2 separate regions of the Mus musculus genome follow, and region 1 is linked to region 2. A link is a contact called in public promoter capture Hi-C data. All regions are on one chromosome and are shown on one strand. The core of a region is the stretch at or near the end of the contact, and the rest is flanking DNA. Distances in the headings are between cores, read along the strand shown.

Evidence for each region. Promoter capture Hi-C pulls out the DNA fragments that hold promoters and counts their contacts.
Region 1: a promoter capture Hi-C map of hippocampal neurons shows a contact between it and region 2, with 2.2 times the contacts expected there. A contact is called at or near these places in 3 of 39 promoter capture datasets (the 3T3-L1 cell line, the C10 cell line and hippocampal neurons), 1 of 130 datasets of targeted methods (pancreatic cancer cells) and 1 of 9 other capture datasets (adipose tissue).

What each region holds. Positions count from the first base shown.
Region 1 is chr19:34,253,697-34,260,382 of GRCm38.p6, reverse strand. Acta2 (actin, alpha 2, smooth muscle, aorta) reads left to right here and starts at 5,010. Exons shown (of 9, transcript NM_007392.3): 1 at 5,010-5,093. It overlaps Gm31355 (a long non-coding RNA gene), which reads left to right. Exons shown (of 4, transcript XR_386664.1): 4 at 3,597-3,747.
Region 2 is chr19:33,238,264-33,245,346 of GRCm38.p6, reverse strand. It overlaps the pseudogene Rnls. Among named protein-coding and RNA genes, the nearest start is that of Mir3970, 85 kb to the right of the region's middle.

The sequences.
Region 1 (6,686 bases), core at 3,761-6,260, 1.0 Mb before region 2:
CAGGAGTGGGTGAGTTGGGGAGCAGGGGAAGGGTGAAGGGGATAGGGAATTTTCGGAGGGGAAACTAGAAAAGGAGATAACATTTAAAATGTAAATAAAGAAAATATCTGTTTAAAAAAATAAAGGAAAAGAAATGTTATTGTCTTAGTCTGTGGGTCCAGAAGAGAACACGACAAAGATCATTGAATAGTTTCACTTCTCAGGACTTCTAGAGTTGGGCAAAAGTCACTTGGTCATCTGAAGCCAGTTCCTAAAAACATTAAAACTCTGAGGTACTAATCATAACTTTCCAAGTACTTCCAAGTGGGTGTTTAAATCACAAAGGGAGAGAAACTGTCACTCATCACATAGATCACACAGTAAGCACTTTTCCTGGGGATGTGCCAGGCATCAAACAAACACAAGTTTTCCTCTTTTGTGAATTATTAGAAACATAGCATTGAGGGTATTATCGAGCCTTTGCTCCAAATTTCATTTTCTTTAACCTCTGATCTGGCATTTTAATGACAGTCAAAGCTAGTTCAAGGTTCAGAGAGGTTGCTGAGTAGCGATGAAGGCTGGTCTTCTGAGGACCTGAGTTTTGGTTCCAGCACCCCATCTGGAATCCTAGCACCAGGGGATCGAATGCCTTCTTGTGTTTTTTGAAGCATGCACATGCATACCACACACAAACACAGACTAAAATAATAAAAATAAAAACATTTTCCTTTTGGAAAGATAGCTTCAGAAACAGTGGATGTCACTCACTGTGACACACAAGTAACTTTTGAGCCATAAACTTTCAACACTTGGTCAAGCAGGACTCGTGGTGATAGTTTTCTTCTCTTTCAGCTTGCCTTGCCTACACTTGTTCTCTGAAGTTGATGGCTTAGGAGTGGTGTCTTTTTCTATTTTCCACAGCATGAGTAGGTTGCTTCTTTTCTGCAGCATTCAATATGCATCCTTTGGATATCACTGGCGACGGACCATTCTTCTGTGAATTCAGCCAGCCTTTTTCTTTTCGTTAACCATGATTCCTCTAAATTGTACAGACACACGTCTAAAGCTGGATCTACTGACATTGTGCTTAATGCTAAGTGTAGAGTGCCTGTTGTGAATTATAACAGTGGCTCTAATGTACTGTGAACTACTCATGGACATGGAGCTGCTCTGTACACAGCCTTTTATTCACAGATGTTCTTGGATCCTTCCTTGACCACACACCCTTTTATTCAGATGGTACTTGCTCTTCTTTGACATTTCTTCCAAGGTCCAAACTTATCTCTGTCTTTCTCTGTATCTCTGTCTCTCGCCCGGTCTCTCTCTTCTTGGTATGCTTTCTTCCTCCTTGGATATACTAGGATTTCAATTTCAAAGCACACCTTGGTGAAAGCATCAGCAATTCTGCTTCTATTCACTGTTTGGTGTCTAGAGGATCCATAATTTGATTTCTGGACTAAGTAACTGACTATTATCTAGTCTCATCAGAAGCCAGGGAACACACCTACCCACTGTTTCAGCCACACAAAGAGAATTATAATCAAGTGGAACAAGCTCCAGTATTCATGTGATTCTTGGACATTTAGACATTTGCATGAAGACCTAATTCTCAAGGTTAAAGACGCTTTTAAAAGCAGATTCCTGGCTGGATAACTATACAGATATTCCATCCTAAGGAGGTGAAGTATAGCTCTCAATTCTTTAAAGATAGTTGTTTATAATGGAGTCCATGCGAAAAGTACTGTGATGAACAGCTTGATGAGCCAGGTCGTGGTGGGGGCATGCCTTTAATCACAGCACTCAAGACTTGAGCAGCTGCCTTTTTATACAACCCAGATCTACATGCCCAGGGATGGTACTGCCCACAGTAGGCTGGTTCCTCCCACATTAGTCATTAATGAAGAAGGTGACCCACAAGCTTGCCTTCAGGCCAATCTGATGGAGACATTTTCTCAGTTGAGGTTCCCTCTTCTCAGATGACCCTTGCTTCTGTCAAGTTGACAGAAAACAACAACAACAAACCAAAACCCCCAAAACAAACAAACAAAACAATTAACCATCACAGGCATGAATCAAGGAAATGCTAATAAAGGATGGTCTTCAGTTAATAATAATGCATCAATGTTAGTTCATCAATTGTGATAAACGTACAACAATGCTGGAAGATATCAATCATAGCAGACTGAGTACAGCACAGAGAGGAACACTTTCTTTTTCATTTTTTTTTTTTTGTAAATCAAAAATATATCTTCAACTGAAAGGTTTAAGTTATGATTCAGGGGGCTATTAAGGTAAATGGTTCTAGCTTTATAAATAACCAACACAGTGTCCTATGGATTCTGATGCAGACAGGCTATAAGCTTTGCTCAGAGGTATTTAGGGTACTGTAAACATTTTCATCCTGGGCAATGAATTATAATATGGGTTCTGGGGTCAATATTCTCTTTTAGCTGACCTACTAGCAGTCTGAACATTGGAATTTGTTAAGCCTTTTGGGTAATTTAGTTGTAATCATGTTTAAAACTTACAATACCTGTGATTTCTAATATGGTAGTCTATCCGAACTGAAATTTAATATCGATGAAATGAAATGAGGTTGAGGAGAGATGTCCCAATGGGTACAATGCATGCTGTACAAACATCAGGACTGGAACTCTGGTCCCCCAAATCCACATAAAAACCTGGCAGATATGCGTTGGCTGGAGCTGACTGGCTAGCTAGGTGAGCCAAATCAGTAAGCACTGGGTTCAAGTGAGAGATCCTGTCTAATAGATCACATGGAGACAAGCAGTATAAACCCTATCACCCCCTGGCTTTCACAGACCTACATATGCACAAGCATGTGCCCCTGCACATGTGAATATACATACAAAGGCATGCACACCCCACATACATACCAAAGCAAAGATGAAATGAAATAGAAATGTCAACTCTACACATTTGAGTGGTCAGTAGTTGCATGTGTCTAGTGGCTACTGCATCAGGCATTGCTGATGCTGGGCATTCCAGTAAGTACCAGTGCTAACTCAGCAATACCATGCTAAGTCAGCTCTGGACTGGGTCCCAGTGAGGACTAAAATGGTCTCCAATTCTCAAGGGCTGTACTGTAAATCATCACTAAATCACATTACCAAGACATTCTGTGATATCTTGGAGCAATGCAACTGGAGATGACTCTTGAATGAGTGCTTATAGCTTGGATTTATTTTATAGTTTCCCTGAACTGCAACCAAATGACCAGATGTGCTCCCTCTAATCAGTCCATAACTCCTTGCATTCATGGCTGCCAACTCTGGGAGTTATCTAAGCACTGGATGGAACTCTGCTTGTATATTTGTACACACTTATCCAATGGGGCTTTCTCTCACGGAAGAGACGTGAGTTGGATATAAAATCTCAAACTCATACAGCAAGACCATTAATTACTTGCTTAGAAAAAAAATGAGCAAATCCTCCTTGGTAACTTCAAATTGCTTTTTCTAATTCTTAAAAAACAAAAACAAAACAAGAAAACTTAAACCTTATTCATGTATTAATATTCTGATTACTGAAAAAGACAACCACTATAAACAAAAAAAGTTATAATATTATCAAAGCTCTTTTCTTGTCTTTTAAAGGAATTGCCAGCTCGTGAAGTGACCAAGACAACACTCTAACACTCCTGAAGCAAGACATCAACACAGAGATCCGTGCCTGGGACTAAAGTAAAAACCAAAACCAAAACCAAAGCAAAACATGGAATTTTGCTTTACACGATGCCTATGATAAGGACCCATTGGATTAATCATAAATGTCCTACTCTGTCTTATACTATGCGATCTCTGTATTTGAGCAGACAATGTATTTCTTAGTCGATAGAAACCAGATACAGAGTAGAAAACTCTTGAGCAACACAAAGAAACCACATCATTGTTTAGCAACTATTAGATTCTCCTAAGAGTCACCAGTGTAATTTCTCAAAGAAAACTATGCATGCGCTCAGGTGGACACCATAAAACAAGTGCATGAGCCGTGGGAGCGTGAGTGGACAGCTGCTGCCATTCACCCTGGGGTTTCCCTAACATGTGCACAGTTCAGAAGCACTCCCAGAATCCATCCAAAATATCTCTATCGTGAATGGAATCAGAACCTTGGCTTGCAGGAGGAAAGTACAGAAATGTAAAGTCACTGACTGTCCATCAAAGCCAACGATCTGATGCCTTTGAAGAATGATAGGGTCACTTGAGGTCACTTGATCTCTGTTTCTGTCCAGTGGGCTCATAGTCATGGAGGAGAGTGAGCAGGCTTCATTTCAACATTTCAAATTTCTTTTACAAAGTTTTTTTTTTTTATTTTTTTATGACAGGGTGACTGGTGATCTCTGTGGGCAAAGGATGGTCCTTAATCATGCTGTTAAGGGTCAGTAAAAAGCCAGCAACATGCGGAATGTTAAGGGTTAAAGCAGTTACAGTGATTCTGACTTCTAAGTTACTCTTTGGGCAACACAGGCTGGTTAATCCTCACTACATACTTCAGTTCCTGGTTTCATTACTACAACACAAAGACACAATGTATAAGTACAATGTAGCTTCCATAAAAACATGACTCCTCTGCATATTTATGGGTGACTCGAAGCATCTTTTGATCTAGGCTACCTTTTGCAACAGTGTTGCTTAAAAATCGCAGCTAGTCAGAGACAGGCCCTTCCTTATCCAAGTCCTCAGCTAATGGCCCAAAAGACTAGCCAGACAGGGGCTGGCATCTTCTGAGGAATGTGCAAACCGTGCCTGCGTCTGTCCCATGACACTAGCCCAGTGTCTGGGCATTTGAGCAGTTGTTCTGAGGGCTTAGGATGTTTATCCCCATAAGCAGCTGAGCTGCCTCCTGTTTCGGGAGCAGAACAGAGGAATGCAGTGGAAGAGACCCAGGCCTCTGGCCACCCAGATTAGAGAGTTTTGTGCTGAGGTCCCTATATGGTTGTGTTAGAGTGAACGGCCAGCTTCAGCCCGTCTTTGCTCCTTGTTTGGGAAGCGAGTGGGAGGGGATCAGAGCAAGGGGCTATATAACCCTTCAGCGTTCAGCCTCCCGGGACACCACCCACCCAGAGTGGAGAAGCCCAGCCAGTCGCTGTCAGGGTAAGTAGCCCCAGCCCAGGGATATGACTTCGAGTTTTCCCAGGCTCTTTTATCATCCAATGTAGCCAGACATTGTCTGTGGGAATCTGAATGACTCACGTGTTTTGAATTTTTGAATAAAGATTTATACTGTTAAAATGATTGTAGCTTTTTAGCTTGCATGATTTTACATCCGAATAGGGCTGATTTACTGGAAACAACGCTTGATTTACTGGAAAAGGAAATGGATAGAAAATTAAAGTTTGTTCATGTGTGTCATCTGCAAAACCTGTTTACACTAAACCAACTGCTCTGATCCCGCAGCGTACTGTAGGGGTGGAGTCTAGCTGTATGTGGTAAATTATACGTTTGTTTCTACTTAGGCAAAAGTTGGAAACTTTTGGATGTATCATGATGTAGCATGAGGTATTTAGTGCAGCTGAGGTAACTGGAAGTGAATATCAGGAATGAACTGAGGTAGTTGCCTGCTCTCTGATGTTGGCTGAGTGGACGCATTGCTTCTGGGTTTCCGGGGCTCTAAGAGCTGGTGTCCTATGCTGGAAATGTGTATCTTGTGAGTGTGTTGGTGCCCTTACAAGTCAGACCTATGCCATTGGTCATTTGCAGCATAGCATAGCTTTTCTACTTTCTGCAAAGAAAGGAGGAAGTGTCTCATCCAGGGGAGATCTGATTTGCATTTCTCTGCCTCACGTGTCCCTCAGCCGCTTAAGTATCTGTGGAACCAGCCTTGCCACCCCACATTGTAACTCAGGGCTCGGTAGCTTCATCAGGGAATGGAGTTTTCTCGATAAGATTTTCCTCCTGTTTTGTGATTCATGACTAAATATGGTTTGCATTTGAGACTCATAAGCTGGGAAGGGTACTGTCCTTTCCTCCCCTCCCCCCTCCCCCCAACAATTCATTTTTGGCACCAGATGAGCTCCACTGGGCTGCACCAAACTCCCCGCCCCGGTGCAGTTCCAAAAGCAGAGGCTGGAGCCCAGTGTGTTTTACCTAATTAGGAAATGCTCCCCGCTTCAAACCGAGCTGCTCATTCAGGTTAGATAAGAGTTGCAAACCACAGCGGCTGCGTCCTCTGGAAACACACAGACTTCTTCTCCAGTGACAACGCTCCTTTCAGAGCTTAATAAGACAATTTTTTCCTGGATATTTTTGATGAAATAGAAATACATCTTTACGGAATTTGACAGTATTTTTTCCTGCATTTTTTTAAAAACCAGGTAGCTTATTTTTCTGAATATACTAAGGCACAACCTTAAGCCATCCTGCCCAACAAAAAGTTTATGTGGGTTATCCTTCCCCATTTTCAGAGGGTATCCTAATTCCAAGTGGCTTATCCCATTTGCAGCCCTGGTGCTAAGTATGGAAAACAGGCTTAGTGGACACACAGACTCTCTGCTGGTCCTTTGGTGGTTTCTGCCTCTGCCAGTCACCTGGCTTCTGTGCCTCCTTGTGGTTTGAAACTTTCTTCTGAGTCCTTATCATCCACTGGAAAGGAAGCTAAGTATAATTCAGAGTCTGAAAGGAAAGGCATAGTGGAAAGAGGAAAGAGCAAACTGCTGAAGAAACCCATTTTCCCATTCTTGCAAGGGG
Region 2 (7,083 bases), core at 3,502-6,001:
AAGTTTCTGCCCATGTCTCACTCAACTGCTCGTTGGGCCTCTCTGAAGACAGCCATGCTAGGCTCCCTTCTGTAAGCATGCTATAGCATCAGTAATAGTGTCAGACCTTGGAGCCTCCCCTTGAGCTGGATCCCAAGTTGGACTGTCACTGAACCGCATTTCTCTCAGTCTCTTCTCCATTTTTGTCCCTGCAGTTCTTTTAGACAGAAACAATTCTGGGTCAGAATTTTTGACTGTGGGATGGCAACTCCATCCCTCTGCTTGATGCCCTGTCTTTCTAGTGGAGATAGACTGTACAAGTTCCCTCTCTGCATTGTTGGGCATTTCATCCTTTTGAGTCCTGAGAGTCTTTAACCTCCCAGGTCTCTGGTATATTCTAGAGGGTCACCCCCACATCCCACCCACCAAGGTTGCATATTTCCATTCGTTCTTCAAGCCCTCATGGCTTCTCTCCTGTTTACCCCCAATGCTTAAGCATATTCCCCTTTTTCCTCCCCCTCCCCTAAAGATATTTAAATATTTTGAAGTTTTAGTGTTTTGTTTTGTTTTGATATACTGATACTGTATATTTCTCTTTTTAAAATTGTTTTATTTATTTACATTCCAAATGTTGCCTCCTCTCCCAGTCCTCTCTCCAAGAGTTCCATCAAAATTCAGAAGAATAAGAATGAACTATCTCAGAGGAGATTAAAGAAACCATGATCTCAGTCTTGTTTACCTCACCTTTTTTCTCCCATGAAGAAGTCAGAGAATTCTGTGTGGACCCAAGAATGATTACATCACGGGAGAGACCTGTCAGCCAGTGGAGTGTCTTCTGGCAGGAGCTGTATGAATATCTCTGTGACCCAGGTTTTGCACTATGCTCCTGAGCTAGAGTCAGGTCTAGAGTTAGAGATTTCGCAAGGAAGAGTTAAGAGACATCCTTGCAGTAGTATTTCCATGACAAAGGGCATTGTCCTTAGATGTCCTTGTCTGTGTCTGAGAAGGACCTCCAAGCTTCCCTTGGGCCACTTTGAAGTTACTTTAACTTTAGTAAGTAAATGAAGGTGTTGTCAGATGTAGACTGTGGGCTGTCCTAACTCATATTCTTCCTCAAGATTGGCAATTGAGGTACTTGTGCAGGAAGGAGTAAAATCATTTTTAAAATTGCTTTAAAGTAATGTTTGTACTATGCTCAAGAACACAATTCTTTCCACAAAGACTTCTCTGATCTTACACGTTCACCTTAATTTATTACTCTTAGGGTTCTCTATGACATTTGGAAAGACTTCTTATACCAGGCACATAAACATTATGTGTAGCTTATATTCTATGATATAAGTATTCAGTATTAAAAGATGGAACTGTTGAACACTCTAGTCTTTTGATCCATTTGTACAGTTTTCTGAACGCCCTACAGACATGGGGTAGATGGTGCATATTTGATCTCTGTCCAAGAGTGCCTTTTAGACATTCATTCACGAGATACCTTTTGTCCGTTTATATAAGCCTTTGACGAAATAAAGCACCAACAATTGAATAGTCAAAACTGAAGAAACACCATTAATTTTAATAACATCACAACACAATGTGGTCATAACTACTATATGACATGTTAATAATGTACACCTTCCAAATGATCCAACACATGCACATGCTACTGAGGTAGCATTGTGTTATAGTGATCAGAGGCTGTTGTAAGATCCCACACATATCACACACTAGCTGATTGATCGTGTAAAGTCATATACTTCTAAGCTTTTAGTCCCTCAACTATAAATTATAATTTATTATCTCTGCTTATCAGAGCTGTTGTGTTGCAAGAAACAAATGCAGTAACAAGAGAAAGCATTTATCACCTACAGGTTTTTAATTCTTAAAAGAAAGTTTAGTTGATTCTTCAGTTTTACATGATTGTCCAATGTTGCATGTTCACCAAAGAATATTTATCTGCAAGGCAGGGTTTTACTATTTCTATTCTGAATTTACTGAATGTTTAATAACCTTGTTGTAATTTAAACTGAATATTTTGTGTAATTATAAATCCCGTGGGAATCCATTTCAGAACATTGATTCCCTGAGAGTAGTAGTCATATAACTTTATAGATAGTGAGTCAGGACGATCAACACAATCACAAAAGTGTAGTATTTGTATTTGCTTTCTGATGAGAACACTTCAGCTGGTTATTGAGAGGACCTGGGATTGGTTGGCAGACCCCACATGGTGGATCATAGTCATCTGTAATTTCAGTTCTAAGGATCTGACAGTCTCTTCTGTCCTCTGTTGTCACCAGGCATGTGCATACATGCATCCAGGAAAACACAAGTGTATAATAAAAATAATAAATTTTCTTTAAAAAGAATATCTCTGTAGAATAGAAAATTATGATAAAGGATCAACCACAAACCCGTATCACCAAAGTTCCACAAAAATATCCTGATGGTATTCAATGCTTGCAATTTTGTGAAGTCAAAGTGAAGGATACTGTAGTGAGCTGACCTTGTCATTATCCTATGGGCTGACTATTAAGATCTTGTCGTCTTAATAACATCTGTGTTTGAAGGGCTGTGGCTCCTATTTTAGGAGCTGACCTTTACCGTTTTATGCAGCGCTGACAGTTCTTTGGCCTTTTGAGGAAACGTGCTATATTTCACATCAGTACAGCACTTTTTAATTTGTCTGTGAAACAAAGCGGACTCTCTACAGCTGACCTATGCAAAGTATTGCTGATAAAAATTCCTCATAAATGTATAGTTCTGCCAGTTATAAAAGAGCCACTTTGTTAGTCAAAGACCTTTAACTCTAAACTCCACCTTATACCTGGCATTTGATACCAAGATTCTATCATTGTTGGAAGCACATAAAAGGAAACTAAATTTCAAAGCTTTGACAATTATCTTCTCACGCCTGCTGCAAATCCATTAGACTAAATACCAATACTGTACTTTTTAGACCCTGCTATTTAAGAGCATCTATAATTTTAAAATATATAAAATTTTGCCTAAAATAAAACAACATTTCCCAGATGACTTCAGAAAAATAAAAGTAAAATAACTTAGCTGACCTCACACTCCCCTCGCCAAACATTTCGTGAAGTCCGGGAAGGCCAGATTCCCATCTTATATTACTGAGAATTCCCATATGGAAGTCTGTGGAAGAGTTCAGTGATGTCCCTAGTGGAAATTCTGACTGAGTTACATAGAATGAGAATATGATTTATAAACAATAAACATTAAATTCTTTAAGGTTTGATCTTGGCCCTTCAGGAAGCTCCAGATGTTAACTGAGAAAAGATACTCTTGGGGCTCTAATAACCTTGTTTCCTGGGTTCCCAAGAACTTAGTAGGTCTCTCAGCAACTGACTGCAATGTCTTCAAGGGGTGTAACTATATTTGTAAAATTACAAAATCATTTTTATCCAGTTTTCAATATGTTCAGAGCTAGGACTCATAGGCAGAATTTTAAGCAAAAGCCCAATATCATGTATGCAAGTGAGAATTTTAAGTACAAAAATTGCATATGCTTGTTGTAAAACATTTGAAAAATACAAAATGAGTGTCCATAAAAATAGCTAGTAAGCTTTTCTGATAAACACAATTCATACATTTCCCTTTGTAAGAAAAAGAGAGAAAATTATTAGGTCAGGTTATCAGGTTGTGGTTGAGTAATTTCAAAACCTGAACGTATGATTCACTGAAATCATTTCTCTAAGCAAAGGAGAGGGAACGTTTTTAATGTGCCTTGACTACTAAGGCAGATTTCCTGGGATGAAAATGAAAAGAGGGATCCTAGAAACTCAAAAGCAAGTCCGGTCATGTTAACTTCTGTCAGAAAACCAAAAGGGCAAGAAAGCATACAAGAAGTCACTCCCACAGGAGTATGGATCAGACACAAGGAGCAGGGCACCTGGAAACCTTCCAAATGTGTTGTCTCCTCTGCTTCCTGACTTTTTGTCAAGAAATGTATAAACACCTCTAGTCTAGGAGCTATAACAGACTCCTTTACAGAGTGTGATGGTTATCCCTAAGGAGTCGCTGTGTGCCAAGCTTCTTATCTAGGACTATTCCTGCTATCCTTACATACTATACTATGGACGATATATCTCACCTTAACATAAACCCAATCACATCTTACTGTTGTGAGCAATTAGCAGGTAGAACAATAGCGATGGTAAAACAAGTAACTTGCCCCCTTTGGCTTATTTATTTTTATTTCATGTGTGATGTTGTTTTGCCTACATGTATGTCTGTGCAACATGTGTATGCAATGTCCATAGAGGCCAGAAGAGGGCATCAGATCCCTTGGAACTTGAGTTAATGATTGAAAGCCTCCATGTGGGTGCTGGGAATCAAAACCTGGTCCTCTGAGAGTATCCAGTGCTCTTCACGTTTCCAGCCTCAAGTAACTTGCTTAATTACACAACAAATAAATGCATGTGAAGTCAACTGTTTACTCTACAGACACACAGCCAGAGTCACTGTGGTCACCATATAGATCCACTGAGAAAACAATTGACCAAGTACCAATCAACACACTCTAATAAATTATGTATTTGAAGTTTGAGATATGAAATTTCAGTTTAATCAATGGAGTCAAAATTAGTAATCTATCTTTGGCTAAAACTACAACCTCCATGTGCTTTGGAATTTTAGTTCTTTTCAGAGCCATATGGCTTCTGAGTTCATCACGAGCTCCAACTGCAGCATGGATGGTTTATATGGGGAGAGGTGTAAGCTGTTTCAACTATTTTTAGGCTCCTTTGCCCATATGCCTAAAGAATTTCATCCCTCTCGGTGAAATCACCCTTCTACCCTGCCAGAGTGTCTCTGTTCAAACAGATATAGTGGCTCAAATGTATAATTCCAGAGCTTTTCATGCTGAGACAGGAGGATAGCCATGGGTCCCAAGGCTACAGAATGAGACAATGTCAAAAAGAAAAAAAATTGAACCTGAAGAATGATGGTCTGCCTACAAGCTCACACATTCGATCTAGCATCTGTTTGCTTCCCATCTGAGCCGAATGGTACATTGGTTGGAGAAAACATTTAAACCTAGAAGATGGGGGTGGATTTTAGCCTTCCCTCTACTCATCTCTTCCAGTGTTCTAGATATCCACACCCTGACTTTCTCCCTATCTCTCTCAAAACCTATTCCTCTGTGCTCATAATCAGGTTTCTACTCTTTCACTGCAGTAGATGTGAGACCACAGAGGCAATCTGGTAAAGTCGTTAAAATCAATTTAAAAGCCAAGATTGGTTAACTGACTGGATCCCTTGATGGCAAGGGTCATTCATTTACAAAAGAGTTATGGAAATATTTATAGTACTTTTTGAAGGAAGAGTTATGACCAACAGGCAGCTAGTGAAAAAATTACCTATAAATTTCAAAAGAATCTTTCTGCATTTGTTATTTTCCCATGCGAAAAATCTATACATATATTTTGAGATTTCATATGAGAAGGAATTATAGTCAGAGATGAGGCTGTAAAGCCATGACTATAAATAATCTAAAACCCAGAATTCTCATACATGAAGACTTTGAAAAGAGATTTGTACAAGCACACATATTGATAATATGAGATCATAATGTGAGCCATCAAATAACAAAGAAAAGAAACAGAAACTGGGCCCTAAAACAGTGTAAACAACAGACCCTTCCCTCTGACATCAATAAATTTCCTCATCTCTAAAATTAAGCCATGTGAACGTCCTTATCTGCTCTCATTTCAGATTGGGCATTATTGACCACCTTTATCTAATACACATGGAAGGCTTACCACTGTGCTAACAATACTTCTCTTGGGGGACAAGCTTCAGTGAAAAAAGACCAAGCTATAAACCTTCTACATATTTCTGTGAATAAATTGAGGCATCAAAAATAAATGAATAATGAACTTCTTATAGTTCCTTTAAAGTGGGAGATGTGTTTCCATAGAGCCAGCCTAAGTAAGATGACTCATGGTAGTTCTGCTAATGATTTCAGAAATGGTTTCCATTTATTCTATTTCAATATTAACATTCCAGTGAAGACTTTTGTTTTCACATGAAATATAAGATTGGATAATCAAATTAAAGCCATGGTTCTGAGGGGCGTGCCTAATAAGCTGAAAGGATGGGCAGAAGGTACAGACAAAAAGAAGCCTCATCACAGTCTCTATAAGAGGAATGGAGGAGAGCGTGGCTCAGATAACTTTTCTGAAACATAGTTCATCTTAGGAATTATAGACAAAGAAAGAGCTTTTAATGTTTTAGGACAAACTAAAAATTAAAACAGAGAACATTTGCTAGCATCTTGGAGAATAGCTATGAGTACAAAGCAGCCATACTGTAAGATAAATTGACAACGTTTAGGAACACACACTGTATGTATGCATGTATGTATGTATGTATGTATGTATGTATTATGTATGAATATATGTATTAACAGCGATTAATGAAATACAGGCCATAAATCTGAAAGAGAACAAGGGGGTTTATGTGGAAAATTTTGGAGTGGAGAAAAATTGTGTCATTATATTTTAATCTCAAAAATAAAAAATAAACAAATAAATTAAAAAGGTTTATGACTTTTTTCAAAGGCTTAAATTGATAAGGCCTGCATAATGGCATAATGACGACATAATCTGATATACCAATGTGAATGGAGGAAATTTCACAGAGCCCCAACCCCAAATAAAGAGAAAGAGTCAGTTGATGGCCACTGAGAGAGGCAGAACCAGGTTTCTCCTGAGATGATCTCTCTAATAGATTGTCCAGTCTCAAGTGGCCAACCCTAAAAACATGTACATATGAGCAACATTCAAATGGACTCAGTGTGCAGTTCTAAGTAATAATTATGTATATAATATCACAAACACATAGAGATGATATCATATTTGAGAAGTAGAGGAAATCATGAGAACATGAGAGGAGTTGGAAGGAGGCATGTAAATAATGTAAACACAGTATTCATTTATGACAATCTCAAAAATATTTGAAGATTAAATTAATGTAAAAATCAAATTCATATACTGTCAAGTTGTGATGGATAGTTCAAAGTATACTTGCCTTATCAGGGAATGGAACATTTGCCATTCATGCCCGTTACCATGCCAAAAGCAGTGC